2 separate regions of the Mus musculus genome follow, and region 1 is linked to region 2. The links are chromatin contacts, called in public HiChIP or PLAC-seq maps. All regions are on one chromosome and are shown on one strand. Each heading gives the region's core, a stretch centred on a gene start, on an enhancer-like site or on the middle of the called end of the contact. The rest is flanking DNA. Distances are from core to core; before and after follow the strand shown. Region 1 overlaps Acbd5 (acyl-Coenzyme A binding domain containing 5). Region 2 overlaps Abi1 (abl-interactor 1).

Region 1 (3,816 bases), core at 893-3,392, 67 kb after region 2:
GGTGAAAAATATGGCTACTTTTTGTCCTTGTCTGAAGAGTCTGCCTGAAGCTAAGGTAAAGAGACTCAGATTAATTGCATTGACAAAGAAAGTCTCAGAAACAGCCATCATGGACTTTGTTCTCTGGTTAAGTTTCATGAAGAACGCTTAAACCAAGCATATAGCAAGCTGAGAAAGGGGAAATATAAAATTGTTTCAAATATTAAAGGGGCACCAGGAAGTGAAATGGAGCTGAATCCTGTGTCCAAGGAGATTAAATTGAATTAAGGGACTAGTAACCTTGGGGCAAGATCCCACCCAGCTAAATTTAGGTCCAGACATGGTAGCACAAGCCTTTAATCCCAGGAGGCAATGGCCAGAGATCTGTGAGTTCAAGGTCAGCCTGAGACAGAGCAAGTTCTAGGTGAGGAAAAATTTAAATCCAGGGTTGGAAGACCACACCTTTAATCCCAGTGTTTAGGAGGCAGGCATGTAGAAATTCTGAGTTCAAAGTCAGTCTACAGAGCAAGTTCCAGGACAGCCAAACTTAGGCAATGAAGGAGTTGGAAAACAGAAAGCTGGTGATAATGTAATAGAACAAGGGAGCCACGTTCTAGCCCCAGCAAGTGGCAGAACTCTGCAGTGTTGGCCATGTAGCTTGGGCTTTAGACTGAAAAATAGAAGGAACTACTGGGACAATTGGTACTGGTTAGCTGGAGCTAAGAAATTAGCGGTGATTAAGAAGAGACCAGCATCATTGATCTGGAATTGTCTGGGAAGTGTTGTCTGAGAGCACAAAGAAGCTGTGTTCCAGAGTTAGCCAAGATTGTACCTTGTGCTGCAGCTCTACTTGGTAATGTGTAAGAGTCACTAGGTGGTACTTTTTTTTCTTCTGTGTATGAGTGTTTTGCCTTTGTGTATGTAAGCGGAACTGGAGTTATGGACAGCTACAAGCCACCATGTGGGTACCAAAACTTGGAAGGATAGCCAGTGCTCTTAACCTCTGACCCATGTTTTTATTTCATGTTTTAGATCTTGGTAATGTTCTGACCTCTTCAAATGCCAAAGCTGTTAATGGTAAAGCAGAGAGCAGTGATAGTGGGGCTGAGTCTGAAGAAGAAGAGGCCCAAGAAGAGTTAAAAGGAGCAGAACAGAGCGGCAGTGATGGTAGGTGTTGGGTACCTGGTTAATACAGCTAATAATAATTTTGTACTTGATAAAAGGACAAGAGAAAATTTGTGCTGATTTTTGAAAAAAATTGTATATGATTAATGCATGTGGCAGCATTTGGGGTATTGACTGTACTATCAAGGTCTTCAGTGGATCAAAATGTTCTGCTAAGTGGATGCTGAAGTCATCGATTGGATGGAACACAGGGCCCCTAATGAAGGAGCTAGAGAAAGTAACCAAGGAGCTAAAGGGTTCTGCAACCCTATAGGAGTATCAACAATATGAACTAACCAGTACCCCACAGAACTGTGTCTCTAGTTGCATATGTAGTAGAGGATGGCCTAGTTGGCCATCAGTGGGAGGAGAGGTCGTTGGTCTTTCAAAGATCATATGCCCCAGTACAGGGGAATGCCAGGGCTAGGAAGCAGGAGTGGGTGGGTTGGGGAGCAGGGCTGGGGGAGGGTATAGGGGACTTTTGGGATAGTATTTGAAATGTAAATGAAGAAAATATCTAATTAAAAAAAAGGAAAATAAATTAAAAAAAAAGTTCTGCTATGGACTATCTAGGTAGCCAGCCTTAATGAATCATCAATCAAATAGGAGTTAGCTTAGGGTGGACAAGAGTAACCTACTTTTCCAAATGTTCTGCATACAATGACATATAATTAAGAAAAGGGTATTTACTTTTATTATGTGTAGGCGTGTTTTGTCTGCATGTGTGTCTGTGTACTATGTGTGTGCAGTACCCTCAGAGGCCAGAAAAGGGAATTTGGGACTAGAATTGCAGATGGTTGTGAGATGCCATGTGGGTGTAGGGAATAGAACCCAGTCCCTCTGGAAGAGCAACCAGTGTTCTCAACCGCTGAGCCGTCTCTCTATTCCAGTACTTATAATTTTAATTTATCCGAAACACTGCCTCAGTGTTTTGAGTTGATTTTATTCTAATTCTAACTACCCAAATACTCAGCAATCTCTGGAGACAACTTCTTTCTTTCCTTCCTCTTCTCTCCTCTTTCTCTTCCTGTTTTCACTGTCTTATTGCCATGAGAATTTTTGACATCTACATAATGCGTCAACACTTAAATTCTGTTTTTTTTTTTTATTTGAATAGAATCACATCTTTCTCTTTTCCTCTTTTTTCCCCTCCCATTTCTTTTCTGTTTTCCAGCAAAGGCTACACATCTTTTCATTTAAAGGTACTCAGCACGGCTGCTCAGACTGTATTAGTGCCAGAAGCCCAAAGTGAAAATAGAGCATTTAAGGACACATAGTGAAACCATTTCTCAGAAAAACCAAAACTGGGTTTTTTTCACGGTGGTGGACACCTTTAATTTCAGTGATTGGGAGGCAGTCTCTGTGAGTAGTGCTGTAATACCTACAGAAACCAAACGAAAGAGCAAGATAATGGTTTTTTTTTCCATATGGAGATTTATTTTGTTTTCGTGTGCGTCTATGTGAGCGTATTGTTGCCTACAGAGCTAGCAGAAAGTATTGGATCCTCTGTAGCAGGAGCTCTAGGCAATTGTGAGTCTGACGTGGGTGCTGGGCAATCTCTGTTGCCCAAGATGATGAAGATGAGGAGGAGGAAGCAGAGGAAGAGGAGGGGGAATAGGAGAAGGAGGAAGAAGAGGGGAGGAAGAGGAGGAGGAATAGTGGTGGGGAATGGGAGCATTTTGAAAAGTTAATGTGAATTTTGGGTGAGCTTTGGTATGTAGTAGTTCCTTTTGCAAGGAGCCACTCATTTCTCCTATCTAGATGGGAAGCCATTCAGAGGATTTTGGTAGTTTGGGAATTGACTAGTGATTCTAGGGAAAAAAATGTTTTTTTTCTTTCTATGTAGACTAGGCTGGCCTTGAACTCAGAATCCATCTACTTCTGCCTCTTGAGTGCTGGGATTAAAAGCTAAGTCATTATGCCTGGCTACAGGGTACTTTTGTACATCTCCTTTCTTTTTTTTTCCCATACAAGATAAGAAAACGCTGAAGAAATCAGCAGATAAGAATTTGGAAATCATTGTTACCAATGGCTATAAAGGTAGCTTTGTTCAGGATATACAGAGTGACATTCATACTGATTCTTCCCGGAGCACCAGAAGCAGTGAAGATGAAAAGCCTGGAGATGAGAGCTCTCAGCAGACAGGACACACCATTGTCTGTGCTCACCAAGGTATTGTCCTCACGTGATCCTCTCCAATCATTTTCCAACAGTTAAAACACTCTTACTAGTTCTAGGATGGTTAGAAATCAGTTAGGACTTAAATTTTCATGTTTAGTAATATCTTCTTAGGGTTTGTTAATACTGTAAGGGTTGGTTGCTTTGAAGCACAGTGAATTAGAGTCAGGGCATTTTCTTACATTTGTTTCTTTTTCATTTTGTTCATCATGTGTGCTGTGTGTACCATGGTAAGTCTGTGGAGGGTCTGTGAGGTCAGGAAGGACAACTTGAGTTTCTACCATGTGAGTTCTGGGGACTGAATTTAGGTTGGCCGCCAGCTCCCCTAGTCTTTGAGCCATGGTATATTTTGCTAGGATCACGCTTTGTAGACCTGGTGGCCTAGAACTGCTGATCATTCTCCTGCCTTAACTGCCTGAGTCTAGCTGAAGTTTGTTCAGTTAAGTAGATAAAGTTTTGGAAGCTTATTTAAAAACCATGACTTGGAATCAGGAA
Region 2 (3,618 bases), core at 13-2,512:
AGAGTGAGTTCCAGGACTACTAGGGCTACACAGAGAAACCCTGTCTCGGGGAAAAAACAAAACAATAATAATAATAATAATAATAATAATAATAATTACACTGATCAATGAGGTCAAAGCATCTAAGAAACCACCGTGGGGTTACATACTGTAACCCTAGCATCTGAAAAGTGAAGATAGAAAGATAAAAAAATTAAAGATTACCACTGGCTATGTTAAAGTTCAAAGCTAGCCTGGGCTCCATGAGACTGTCTTGAAAATAATAAGGAAAAGAAAATTTTAAAAAGAAATAAAAATGAAAAGACATTTTCAGCAAATAAATCTTTTCCTAAAACTTCTGATGTAAAAACATCTTGTTTGTTCCATAATACATTGTGCCTCTTCATTCAAAACAAAAAACTATGAGACAGCACCATGCTGCCCTTCTTTCTTTGGGGAGTATAGGGATGTAGGTGGGAATGAGGAAACAGGAAAATAAGGATGGGTGGAACAAATGCACAACTTTATTAAAAATAAGTTCCTAATAATCAAAGTCTCCAGTTAAAATCATTGGCTCATTTAAAGGTTGTTTATTTGGATCTAAAACTCTCTTACATTTACTCAATTAACTCAATGGTTTCTGTTAGTTATACCAAGGTACGTCTGTATGAAGGACTAAAATATGTAAGTAAAAGGCACAATATCAGTTTTACACATGTTACTACACGTAATGCATGGAGCTGGCATGGTGCAGCCCATGATCCCCTCCATCACTTGAAGGACAGCAGGAAAATGAAATGGAAACTTCTGGTTTCTTTGGAAAGTCAGTTTTGTCAGAAGACAAAACTGGGGCAGACAAGTGAAGGAGTGTGTTCCGGAAGTGGTCACAGGTGAAAGGATGTTTTGCTAAAGCAGACTCATGATGTTAAGAAGGACCCAACAGACCACAGACGACACTAGATGGTATTGGTATACCTTGCCATTCCTTAATGGTCATTTGTTGTGACTTCATAGGAAGAAACATACCAAAAAAAAAAAAAACTTCTTGCAGCTCCTGAGGACTCGGGGTGATTGGCAGAGTGAAGTCAGTTGATACAGACTCACATGGAGTTTTGCTAAGACAGACTCACATGGTGAGGAAAGACCCCTGGGAGGACACTTGATGTTTGAAGAAGAGAGTAGAAATAGGACTCAGCAAGTTTGCATAGTTAGCTTTGCAATGCTTCAAGGCACGGCAGAGAACTTCTGACATCCCTGGTCACTCCTGCTGACTCATGTGGGTTGGGTGGAGGCCTGACAATTCATGCCACTGCTGCTGATTTGTGCTTGCTACCCCGACACTACTGAACTGGACTGCTGGTGTATTCATTAAGTGTTTGCGAGTGGATCGAGCTGCTGCTGCTGATTCCTGTAAACTGAACTGCTAATTTCCTGACAATACAGATTAGATTTGCTCCAAAGAACAATTTCTAAACAGGTCCACTTCCCTCATATCCTAATAACCTTTCTTTTCAGCTACCTCTGGTGGATTGTAGGCTAGAAGGGAGGTTAAAGAACCCATATTAAAAGTAGGGTTTGAAAAAATCAAGTCAACAGGAAAATTCTAAGCTCTTCAAGTTCACAGCAAGTTCCATACAAGCCTGAGCTAGTAGAGACTCTGTCCCCTCCAAAACAAAAAAATAAAACAGGCTAGTTAAAAGTGTTTGTTCTTCAGCATCTGGTGTGGTGTGTGATCTTAACCCAGGAGGCAGAAGTAGGGGATCTCTGTCTGAGTTTGGTTTATAAAACGAGTTACAGGACACCTAGGACTATACAAAGAAGCCCTGTCTCAAAACAACAACAACAAAATATTTGCTGCTCAATCATGAGAACCACAGTTTGGACCCAAGCATTCATGTCAGGTACCTCACAACGACCTACAACTCCAGCTCTAAGTGATTCAACACCCTCTTCTAGCCTTCTCATGCCCCTACACACACGCATGTGCACAGACTCACACAAACATGCACATACACCTTCAAAAAACCATAATTCTTAAAAGCTGTATGTGGGAAGCACAGGACTAATTTTCTACAGCTTAGTGTTAGCAGCTAAGATGTATTTTAGCCTTAGATCTCAACTTCATTAACCTCCCTTACATCTGCAACTATACTCGGGTCTCACAAACACACCTTCTGTCATGTTGTTCCTACAATCTGCTGCATCTGTTGCTTCTCAAACATCCCTTTTCTCTCAACTTTTAAATTCAAGACAGCTAAACCTGCCGAGACATCTCCTTCTCCAGACACTACCATGGGTCTTTAGAATACTTTGGTTCCTTTCAAAAGATAGTTTTCAATCTATATGGAAGACATATCTGTCTTGAAATTATTTGTAAAAAGCTACTAGAGATATAAAAATGCCAGGGATCCATAATATAGGAAAGTACTGAAAAAACAACAAAATTAACATTAGAAGACAAAGACTGTACAGCTTTACCTCATGCCACAATGGTATACAGAGACAGACCCTGGAGTCCTTTTTCCTTCTTCCCTCCCTCTCCCCACTTTTGCCCACACAGCCAGCTAATAGTCAAGCGTTATTCCTTTTCTTCAACCCACTGTTCTGCCAATCAATCCCACTGTGGAGGAGTGAAAGCTGGAAAGAGTCAGAAACCAACTGTGCACTAATGATTGAGAAAGAGGGGTTTTACAGATTCACTTCTATGAGCGCAAATTGCCTTTTTCAGGCATAATCGCTTTATGACAATAGAGAATGAATATTGGTAAAATATGCCATCTTTGAGCTTTCTCTGTTGTTGTTTTTGTTTGTTTGTAGGGAGAAGATGCTTTTGAACAGGGTCTGCTATATAGCCCAAGCTGGCCTGAAATTCTCAGTCCTCCTACCGCAGAATCCTTAGTACTGTGATTACAGGTATATATGTGCCCAGGCATCTCTGAGCTTTCTCTTCAGAGGACCCATGTCTTTCATCGATGGCTAGAACAGAAAGATCAGGAGTTCAAAGCTACTAGATCGGGGCTACAAAATACCTTGTCTTAAAGCAAAACATCAAAAGGTATAGGTGAGGATGGGCATGTGCATGTGTGCACACACGTAAGACCAACTTCCATGTTCTTAGATATTTCCATCAAGCAAAGATCTCTAAACAGCCATATAACACAAGCATCATAATACCATATCATGATTATCTAGAAGTGAAAGCCTTCCACAGAATAGGCAACTAGTAATTGTTTAATGAATCTCCTTCTAACCACCAGTTCAACACAACCTAATAGTGTCGAGCATTCTCCTTTCTAGAACAGAAAACCAGGAAGTCTCTGCCTAGCATGTTGATGCCAGAATTGCACCACTGCTTAGGACTATCACCTCCAAACCAACCCTCTTAGTGATCTCTTCTAGAGTTCTCCAAAGTACAGCTCAAGCTTCCGCCTACTCTGTTCTCAGCTCTTAAATGTAACCTTAGTTTGGTTTGGGGAGGCTCCAGGCTGTTTCAGGAGGGTAGAGGTTGAAACAAGATCTATTGCTCTGTAGCCCTAGACCTAGTAGCTCTGTGGCTTAAAAGTATTAGCCCCAACTAACCTTGAAGTTGTAGCAATACTGCCTCCTCGGCTCCTGAGTACTGAAATTACTGGTGTGAGC

What was found. HiChIP or PLAC-seq counts read pairs in DNA pulled down with a chosen protein or histone mark.
Region 1: a CTCF HiChIP or PLAC-seq map of CD8 T cells shows a contact between it and region 2, with 9 read pairs. The contact joins two enhancer-like sites. A contact is called at or near these places in 5 of 39 promoter capture datasets (the 3T3-L1 cell line, the C10 cell line, embryonic stem cells and 2 more), 2 of 15 datasets of contacts at CTCF or cohesin (CD8 T cells and large pre-B cells), 16 of 484 Hi-C or Micro-C datasets (the 63-12 cell line, B cells, the C10 cell line and 10 more), 11 of 115 datasets of contacts at active chromatin or transcription factors (the HPC-7 cell line, the SCID.adh cell line, bone marrow-derived dendritic cells and 7 more) and 3 of 9 other capture datasets (adipose tissue, liver and pancreatic islet).

Annotation. Positions count from the first base shown.
Region 1 is chr2:23,086,474-23,090,289 of GRCm38.p6, forward strand. Acbd5 (acyl-Coenzyme A binding domain containing 5) reads left to right here. Exons shown (of 14, transcript NM_001355637.1): 7 at 1,012-1,146; 8 at 3,118-3,315. Among named protein-coding and RNA genes, the nearest start is that of Acbd5, 19 kb to the left of the region's middle. Within about 2 kb of position 2,143, at least 16 of the 459 cell types and tissues checked have an H3K27ac peak or open chromatin away from gene starts, as enhancers often do. A contact at or near this core is called in CD8 T cells, where this site is marked.
Region 2 is chr2:23,020,624-23,024,241 of GRCm38.p6, forward strand. All of the region lies in intron 1 of Abi1 (abl-interactor 1), which reads right to left. Gm52502 (a long non-coding RNA gene) reads left to right here. Exons shown (of 3, transcript XR_003953771.1): 2 at 2,797-2,892. Among named protein-coding and RNA genes, the nearest start is that of Gm52502, 7.9 kb to the left of the region's middle. Within about 2 kb of position 1,263, at least 93 of the 459 cell types and tissues checked have an H3K27ac peak or open chromatin away from gene starts, as enhancers often do. A contact at or near this core is called in CD8 T cells, where this site is marked.